Linked DNA regions of Rattus norvegicus: region 1 is linked to region 2. Evidence: chromatin contacts called from public Hi-C data. All regions are on one chromosome and are shown on one strand. Each heading gives the region's core, a stretch centred on a gene start, on an enhancer-like site or on the middle of the called end of the contact. The rest is flanking DNA. Distances are from core to core; before and after follow the strand shown. Region 1 has its middle 120 kb from the start of 1700020N01Rikl. Region 2 holds the start of 1700020N01Rikl (RIKEN cDNA 1700020N01 gene like).

Region 1 (4,866 bases), core at 446-2,945, 120 kb before region 2:
CCTAATTGGATGAGATTTGAAACTGCCTTGAGAGGTTGTATCTATAGAAATCTATAACCATTCACAGAGACTCTGACTCAGTGTGCTTGGAATGAGGCCTATGGAATATTTTTTAAGTGCTCTCCAGAAAATTTTGATGATATGCCAAGCTTAGAATTACTGATCTTGGACAATTTCTCCTTTTGAGTAAGCATAGTCAATAATGTATATTTAACTACATTACTTTTGCTAAAGAGAAAATATTGATCATTGGTTTCCATAATGGCACTCTTCAGTTATTTTTAGGACCGATATTTCATGATTATTTTCAGGGTTCCAGGATGAGAATGGATGGATGTTCCTGGATTTGAGTCTTGTTTTCTATGTAAAGTATAATGCTTAGATATGCAGGTAGTAGATACTAATTGGAGGAACTTCTCTGGTCCCAGTTTCATTACCAGTGGATTGAGGAAAATAATGCCTGCTTTGCAGGATTGTTACAAGACTGTTAGATAGCTTATGCAAAGTCACTGGAATTAGAAACAACCTTCATCAAAGATAATTTTTATCTTTTCCCTCAAGACGCCAAGAATAAGGGACTGTTGAATGCTCAGCCCTAAATAAGATATTTAGCCCCAATTAATACTTTAGAAGAGGAGGCAGAAGAAATGTAAATGCTGTGAGGTAGGGAGGGGCTTGAGTTGCCAGCTTCTAGGAAGGACACAGCCATTGAAACCATGGACTCACAATCATGAGCTCATAATAGCTAGTTTTACATAAAATGGCCCTATACAAGACTGGCCCAGTCAACTGTATCTCATGGATACGGAGGGGCTCATGGAGTCCTATCTCTTTCTGCTGAAATACTGGTTACTGATAGGCCCCAGGACACAGGGAGTCATTGGTTTTGTTGTTGTTGTTGTTGTTTGTCTGTACTTTTTAAGTTTTATTTATTTACTCTGTATGTGAGTACACTGTAGTTGTCTCTCAGACACACCAGAAGAGGGCATCAGATCTCTTTACAGATGGTTGTGAGCCACCATGTGGTTGCTGGGAATTGAACTCAGGACCTCTGGAAGAGCAGCCAGTGCTCTTAACCACTAAGCCATCTCTCCAGCCTGAGTCATTGTTTTCAGTTGCATACTTTCTAGTGAGCGGACCATGTTCCAGTGGATGACTCCAATCCATGGTCACATAGATAGTGTGGTTAAACTCAGGGGGTCATAAAAGAAAACCAAACAAAAGGCATAAATGTAAGAAAGGAGTTTGCAGGAAGGAGGGAAATGTGAGGGAAAAAGCATGAGAGTAATTGGAATGCATGATATATGTCTATGGAATTGTCAAAGAATAGCTTTAATTAATAAAATGATAATTTATTTTTATTCTAATACTTTAATATGTTTGAGTCATAATCTTTTAATTTTCAGAATAGAGAACAGTTAAAATTGATTAATTATGACTGTACATTTTTGCTTTTGCTTTAGTCCGTTTTGATTAATATCTCCTGGGTTTGGAGTTTTAAGTGTGCAATTATAATTACTGAACATTTGCAAAGTACAACAGGTGCCTATACTGCTAGATTAATCTTGTGGAAAGTGAGAAGGTTGGCAGTAACTCTTGAATTCTGAAGAAGTGGTAAGCTAAGAAACAGTCAGTGTGACAAACAACCCATTAAGGGTAGAGACTTGAGTACATGCTTCAGGGCAGGTCAGACCCGAAGGCACTGGACCGGAGAGGGTTTAAGCATTAAGCTTTGAGTATGCTGCACAAGAGATCTCTCCAACATTCCTTCAAAATGTTTTAAGTGAGCGTCTGGCTTTCAATGAGTCAGCATCATTAAGGACTGTAGGTCTTCCTCCATCTTCAAGAGTCTCGATGCTATTAGTCTTCCAGCAGTGCCATTGCTATATCAAGAGTTTTCAAATTTAGAAAGACATTTAGAAAGAAAGAAGTGAAGAATAAGGGAAGCACAACGTTTATTTCCATTTAGTTGGCTCTCGGAGACTAAGTTATCAAGATTTTAATTACAAAATCTATCTTCTTTCCAAATTGATTCAGGTGTACTTTGAGATACCCAATCAGAAAGTCTAAGAATATTTTTTACTTCTGCTTCTTTATATGAAAGTAGGGAGCAGATGTTAGCACCTGCTTTTGGTTCCAAATCACTTCAGATTTTCTTACCCCTTGTGGGATTCTACATTCTTGCATACACCCACACTAGAACTATTTCACTAATGATCACAATTAATAACTTGGGTAGAAAAACTCAAATACTATAAAACCTTCCATTTAAAAATATATAGTTGTTATGCATATTTCTGGAATTAGCACTCCATAGCTGCTCAGTGCTCAGCTCTAAACAGAGGAGGACATTTCTTTCCTTCTCCAAGGCTCAAGGAAGATTATGGAAGTGAGATCAGAAGGAGTGTAGGAGATGAAAGATGGGGAGGTGTGTTATGAAATAAGATGTCTGCATATGATATAGCTGTTGCACCAACGAATTCATAGCACCCGCGACTACCTACTCAAGACCACCACAAAGTTGGGCCTATTCACACACCACCATAGATAGATGAAGTCTAGCCCCTCCCTGTGGAGCATAGAAAATTAATAGTTTCTAGGTAAGGTGAAATCATTTTACTCCACAGTGCAGCCACTGGTAATAACCATGTAGGCATTAAATGCAATGGGGCAGAGGCATGCACATAGGTACACATGCACACATGAGCACACACATAAACACATGCATGTATGCACATGTGCTCACACACACATAAACACATGCACACACATATTTGTCCTCACATGCAAGCACATATGCACACATGCACATAGGCATTCACACATACACCACCACACACACATACACGTAGGCACAAACACATATGAGCACACACATGCATGCACATATGCACACATGCACAATGCATACATGCATACACTCACACAGGCACACATACATACATGCAAACATGCATGCCCATATGCACATGCATGCACACACAATGCATACATGCACTCACAAACACACGCACACATGCACACAGGTAGGGTAAGAGGATAAAAAGGATAATAAGGGATATGATTCGAGCACATTTGTGTGCGCATGTGAAAAGAATGACCATGTTTTAAAAGATATTCCATTCGTATGTGTAATCTGTCACAATAGATATGGGACTTCCATACTAATGCATATTCGATGTGCAGTCAACTTTTTTCTAAACGCACACAGTACACGGTGTCTTTTCCCTTTTCGTTCCAAGGTAATTACAAAGAGACATTTATAAAAACAAGTTACAAGACAAAGGAAGAAAGGAGAAACAACAGGAAAGGAAGGAAATGATTTAAAAATTCCAAGATATTCCACGAACAATACAGGCTATTGCCATTGCTCCTGTTTGTTAATAGGTATCAAAGGTAAGGTACCATTGCTAAAGACACCTCATACTATTGACAAACGACTTGGAAGAATTGAGCTGGAATTGACCTAAAAACCTGCCACACAGGGACTAGCTATCACCATATTGGAAGGTTCTATGCAAGCTGCCAAGGAAGAAAACAATCAGTAGTTCTATCCAGCTATAAAACTGCAAAGCACAACTATAGATGTAGAAATATGTCTCTGATGGAGTGGATGGCATTTATATCTTGGTGACAATCTATAATTGTCTAACTGAACTTCAGCCCCACTTTGTAGGAGTGAATTCATGCCTGCTAGTATAAACCTAACCAAGTTTCCATGTCTAGTGAGATCACAGACCCTAGAGGAGAACCTACGACCTACCATACTTCTACTTCCCTGAGCCCTTACAGTCTCTAACTGTATGCTAAGTACCTAACCTCATACCCACAGATAAGTATAGCTCTCACTTCTCATCAATGTGTATGTTTTGTTTTGTTTTTTGTAGAGGTGATTACAGAGATCACAGCTCTCTACTACAAGAGTTCATAATACAGAGAAAGCAACTCTAAGTAGACTCAGTAGTTCGTATGCATATACATATATGTGTTTATATGCACACATGTACATGTAACAATAATTAGAGATGGGATAATACATTTGTGTGGGAGTAGATATGGAAAGGAGATATGGAGCAGTTGGAGGGGAGAGAGGGGAATGGAAGCAATATAAATGCAGGACTCACGTACAAATTTCTCAAAAAGTAAACTATTTTAGAAATAAATCCAAAGTAAAGAGAAATGGTCCTGTTGTTTCTAGACAGGTAGCTATTATAAGATGATAGGGATTTCCCCTCCATAAGTGCATGGGGAGCAGCCTCCCTAGACATGCTGAGGAAAGTGGAGTCAGCTGGGCAGAGAATCTAAAGAAGGCTCGCATTAGCTGATGGCTGTGTTGGACAACATGGAAGGTAAGCATGAATGGGAGACTGACTGGGCGATGAAACAATCCATGTATTTACTCTCATGTTTCCTCAAAAAATTGATCATTAGAGTTTTGATAAGACATGGGGGCTCCTAGGTCAACTAAATTGCCTGGTATTTGTATTTAGACAGGAAGGATTCAGAGCCAACACTTTTCAGGGAGAGAGAGAGAAAAAAACCCTCATCCATTAGCAAAATGATGTTGGCAGAGAGGAGCCTGAATCCATCATGAAATACAGTAAGTGAGCTGGCGAAGTGAATAGCAGGAAGAGAGCTTTTCAAGACTGGACTCAGGACCTTGAAGATGGGAGAGCTGGGACTCTCATATGTATAAACCCTTGTATGTATGTACTTTTTCATTACTTCACTATTGTCCTGGGTCTTGGATCATTTTAGCCAGTATGTAAATGCTAGCTACGCAATAGACCTGATGCTTCGTGGAACACATGCAGACTGATCTTACCCACATTCTAAAGATTGATAGCTTAGGCTAAAAAAGATGAA
Region 2 (5,077 bases), core at 1,634-4,133:
AGAAAAGCATTTGACAACATTAAATAACCCTTCATAATAAAACCCGTAGGAGAACCCAGAAACATTTCCTCAGAAGTTAGGAATAATACAGGTGTCTGCCTCTCTACTATCACCCATTATAGTGCTTGAAAATGTAACCAAAAGAATAAGGCAGGAGAGACAAGCGAAAAGGATTCAGAAAGGAGAGAAAAGCTAATGTCATCCCTATTTGTAGGTGATGCACCTTATGCTTAAAAGACCCTAAACACACAACCCAAAGATGCTTAGTTCTAATAAACACTCCTAGGAAATAGCAGGACATGAAAGCAACATATAAAAATCAGTAGCTTTCCTGTTTCCTACATAACATGTCATGGAGAAAATCAGTAAAAACATTCCATTCACAGTTCTCTCTCTCTCTCTCTCTCTCTCTCTCTCTCTCTCTCTCTCTCACACACACACACACACACACACACACACACATACACACACACACACACACACACACACACACATACCTAGAAATACATGAGGCTGTGAAAGGCCTTTACAACCACAATTTCAAAATAGTGAAAAAAGGAATTGAAGAAAACCCTAGAAGATAGAAAGGTTCATGTGCAAATGATTATATTACAAAGAGCAATCTCTGAACCCACACAATCCCCATTAAAACCCATGGCATTCTTTACCAAAATAGAACAATACTAAAATTCAAATAAAAGCACATAGGATAGTGAATAGCCCAAGTAATACCTGTGGTGTTATAACACACAATTCAACTTTATAGTGCAGAGCTGTAGGAAGAAAAAGGGAACAGACAATATGGCTCTGGCAAAACACACAAAGAAACTAGTGGAACAGAACAGAGCACAGCTCCATCTGCGGTTTGCTATGGAGTCACGTGTGAGGGTGGCAAAAGAAGAAAAAAAAAACGGTAATAAAAACTGAGGTGTCTCTGGAAGTGCTTGTCCATACTGAATCACATGACTTCACTCAAGCCTTGGTTCTCAATTCACTGATGGTACAGTTTGAATACTCAGCCAATAAAAAAAAAAAAAAAAACTATTCCACTTGTAGGAAAAGATTAGAACTGAATATTATCATCTAAATACATATAAGCTAAAAGGGAAAGATACATTTGCTCTCACATGCAGAATCTGCGCATGATGATGATGATGATGATAACAATAGTGGTGGTGGTGGTGGTGGTAATGGCAGTAGAAGGGAGACTATTTGGGAAGAGGAAAGGAACCACAATTGTAGGGGATCTTGGTGGTTGGTTTGAATACGGAGAATAGTCCCCACAGGCTTGTATAGTTGAATGCTTGATCATCAGGGAATGCTGGTACTTGGCAGGGATTAGGAGGTGTGGCCTTGTTGAAATAGGTGGGGCCTTGTTGGAGGAAGTGTGTTACTAGGGCTGGGCTTTTGGGGTTTCAAAAGCCCAAGCCAGTCCAATGGTCTACTGTCCCTGCTGTCCCTGCAAATCAGGATGCAGAGCTCTCAGCTACTATTCCAGCACCGTGTTAGCCTGGGTATTGTCACGTTCCCAGCCATGAAAACAATGGCCTAAACCGCTGAAACTGCAAGCAAGCTCTAATTAAATGCTTTCTTTTGTAAGAGTTTCTGTGGTCGCGGTGTCTCTTCACAGCAATAGAACACTATTACAGGGACAAAAGATAGTAATGGAAGGATATGTTTAAAATATATCACAACATATACAGGAACGAAACCGCCAATGAGACCCATTATTCTAAAGATTTATCTAAAATAATGCCTTAAGTGAGAAAAATAAGATTATCCAAATTGGTGTCAACAAACTGCTCAGTAGTATCGGGCAACTAATTATCATTTTAAAAGCCAGCCTCGTGTTGAAGGGACTGAGGTAGCAGAATATACTCCATTTTCTTCTTAAGACTCCATTCTGAGTTAACTTGCCCTTTAAAAGACATGGTCAATAAAGAGGCAAAAAACAAAAACAAACAAAAAACCCAAAACAACAAAACAGTTTGTCCTCCAAACTCTATTTTAAGTTACTGTCCTTGGAGAAAGCTACTGTCTAGAAAGCTACCGTTGCTGTCCTTGAAGTGATATGGCCCCCACCCTTGGGCTCTGAAAAAGAGACTAACATTCCTTTACCCTTTCATGTAATGTCAAGGCTTAAAAACCCCCACTTACGGTTTTTTTTTTCCTTTATAAACCCCTTTCACCTAGGCCTGGAGGGGTCACTCTCTTTCCTGTTCCATCAGGAAGGTTTGTAGCCCAAGCTTGAGCTTAAATAAAGACGCATATATTTGCATTGGATTTGGGGACCCTGGGGGTCCCATGAACTGGGTATTACAGTGTGAACAGCTCACACCATTAATCTGCACTTAGGAGGCTGACGCAGGAGAATTGCAGTAAGTCGGAGGTGAGTTTGGGCTACCAAGTGAGTCCTTTCTTAGAAGTGATAAATCTTCCCGAATGTAATTTTCATAAGCATAACAGATACCTATAGTAAGTAGAATAAGGCCGGAGTTTTAATATGTCCCTGTGTGTATGGAAATTCCACATTAACCTATAAGGTCAATGAAAGGAAGAAATAAAAAAACAGAAAACTCTCGTATTCTCCATATTAATGAACAGTATCCTAAAAGTTCGAGACACTGCAATACGTTTTCTAAAAAAGTGGATAGTTTCTGATATTTGCAATGTATGACACATTGCTTGCAGATTAAGTATGATTATACATATCAACTGTCTCAGATAACCAACAATTAGAATGGACCCACCTAGAACTGAGGCTGAGACCTATGGGTTTTGTAATGTCTCCAGTGGTTCTTCCCTGAAGCCTCATGCAAGGACCGCTGCTGCTCCGGGGTTTGCAGCACGCTATGGCAGGGGTAGGGTGGGATTTCCGGTGACGTCACCACAGAATGTCCGTTAAAGCGAGGGTTTTGGTGAGGGTTCTGGAAGTGGGGGCTAAGGTGGGTGGCCTCTGCAGCGTGTGGCTGTGTGACCCGACACAGGTGGCCTCCCAGGTGAGTCCTCCGTGTCCCTCGGTGGTGTTCAGTGTGTCCTCCTGAGATGTAGTGTCATGGATACCCGGTGTGTCATCTGTGCTTATCTCTTCCAGCTGAGGTCGAGAACCCATTGAGCGGCTAGGCCTCCACGTATGCACAGACCCAATGGCAGAAGCACCTGTGAACCAAGGCGAGAGCTATGTGAGCCTGGAGGATGTGTGCCTGCGCTTCACTGCAGAAGAGTGGGGTCTCCTTGATGACGCCCAGAAGCTCCTGTACCACAACGTGATGCTGGAGAACTTCTCGCTTGTGCTGTCCCTGGGACTTCCGATTTCCAAATCCTTCCCAGGTACCCCAGTGACAGATGCCAATAGGGATTCCTGATTAACCAAAGCTTTGGTCAAGGGCGTGGTGGTGGAGATCTAAGCTTGCTCCTGTGGTGGGCGTGGAGGATAAAGGGTGTGAGCTGAGCATCTTCAACAGATCCTCCACACTCCTGGAGCTTACCTCCGTAACATTGTTAGAAAATTTAAAAAAAAAAAATTAACCAGTTATCTAGCCTGGAGAACCTGCTGGGCAATGACCATGTAAAATGTCTAATAGGTAGGAGATGCTTGTTAAGTTGGCAGTAGACTCATAAGACAACATTTGGAAGGGGAAAAAGACCAGCCTTCATTTGTGGAGAGCTGTAGTCCCACATATCAGAGAAGTTCCAGAAGGGCTCAGTCAGCTCCGTGCTTGTCCACTATAATGTAACCACCCAAAAGTTCAAGAGACCTTTTACACTGGACAAATGTAGAATAATTTTCAATCACAAAAATGAATTTGTTTAGTATGAGCAGTTTCACAGCAAAGAAAAGCCTGTGTGTGTGTGTAAGAGAGAGTGTTTGTGTGTGTGTGTCTGTGTGTGTGTGTGTAGGTGTTAGTGTGTGAGAGAGTGTGTGTGTGTGTGTGTGTAGGTAAGTGTTAGTGTGTGAGAGTGTGTGTGTGTAGGTAAGTGTTAGTGTGTGAGAGAGTGTTTGTGTGTGTGTGTGTGTGTGTGTGTGTGTGTGTGTGTGTAAATGAAATTATTTAGCACACCTCCAGGCTTCTAAACCTGAAATTTCACACAGGATCAAGGTCTTCTAAATGTGATGGGTATAGGAAAACCTTCTGTTGCAAATACATTACCTGCCAGACTCCTGTAACTTCACAGTGGAAAAAGGTCTCAAATATGCAAGAGTTCTAGTAAAAGTTTAATCTCTAAAACATCCATTGTTGAATATGAGAAAAAGCCACACCACCGGAATGTGTTTAAGTGATGAATTTGGGGGATCAACTCGTTTTTATAACACTAGGAAACTGACGACAGAATAAAAACCTCCATCAGTCCGTCCTACCTCACTCAACACAAGAAAGGCCAAATGGGTGAATTTTCAATTGGGTGACTGAAAAATACTTCGGTGGTCACTTCCCTAATAACAGATTTCACGTAACAGTAATGCCTTAAGTACTTGACAAATGTCAAATACTCTAGAGAAGATTCAGTGTGCTTAGCATGTGAAAGTTCACCTGGAGTAAATACCTTGAAAGTATAGGACTTTTAGTGACCTTAATGACCTTTGAGTTGAATCTTTCAAGCCCATTTAATACCAGAGATTTCACAGTGCAAGAGAGAGAGATTTAGAGTTGGAAAATGCTTGCTTTGTTTGACATCTCATTAATCACAAAGTAGTTACTAGTAGTAATAACTTTCCTGTTGAAGCTGGTGATTAGAAGTTGAACTCTGTATCTTGGTTGTCTGCTGAGGAGAAGTGTCCTACTTGAGTCATGTGCATGCAGAATGCTTTCAGGAGGACTCTGGTCCCCAGGGTATGGGTCATCTGTCACTACTTAACTCTCTTTTGTTTTTTTGTTTGTTTGTTTTTGTTTGTTTGTTTGGGTTTTTGTTTGTTTTGTTTTTTCAGAAACTGACTTCTACCTGCATTCAGTTCTGCAGTTTACCTCAGCCCCTCCAAAATACCCAGGAAAGGTAGACTCTACACTTCCTCCTGATTCCTGGGAAGGAACTGAGGGGTCTGAGTTTGCTGGAAGTCCTCACTCCCTCCTCCTGATTT

Evidence for each region. Hi-C and Micro-C count contacts between places; a contact is called where the count stands out from the background.
Region 1: a contact with region 2 is called in a Hi-C map of kidney, with 4 times the contacts expected there. The contact joins the enhancer-like site here to the promoter of 1700020N01Rikl in region 2. A contact is called at or near these places in 10 of 12 Hi-C or Micro-C datasets (the A7r5 cell line, the Rat2 cell line, Schwann cells and 6 more) and 1 of 1 datasets of contacts at active chromatin or transcription factors (oligodendrocytes).

Annotation. Positions count from the first base shown.
Region 1 is chr1:25,329,135-25,334,000 of GRCr8, reverse strand. No RefSeq gene overlaps it. Among named protein-coding and RNA genes, the nearest start is that of 1700020N01Rikl, 120 kb to the right of the region's middle. Within about 2 kb of position 1,695, at least 2 of the 93 cell types and tissues checked have an H3K27ac peak or open chromatin away from gene starts, as enhancers often do. A contact at or near this core is called in kidney, where this site is marked.
Region 2 is chr1:25,212,260-25,217,336 of GRCr8, reverse strand. 1700020N01Rikl (RIKEN cDNA 1700020N01 gene like) reads left to right here and starts at 2,883. Exons shown (of 8, transcript XR_010062835.1): 1 at 2,883-2,999; 2 at 3,095-3,330.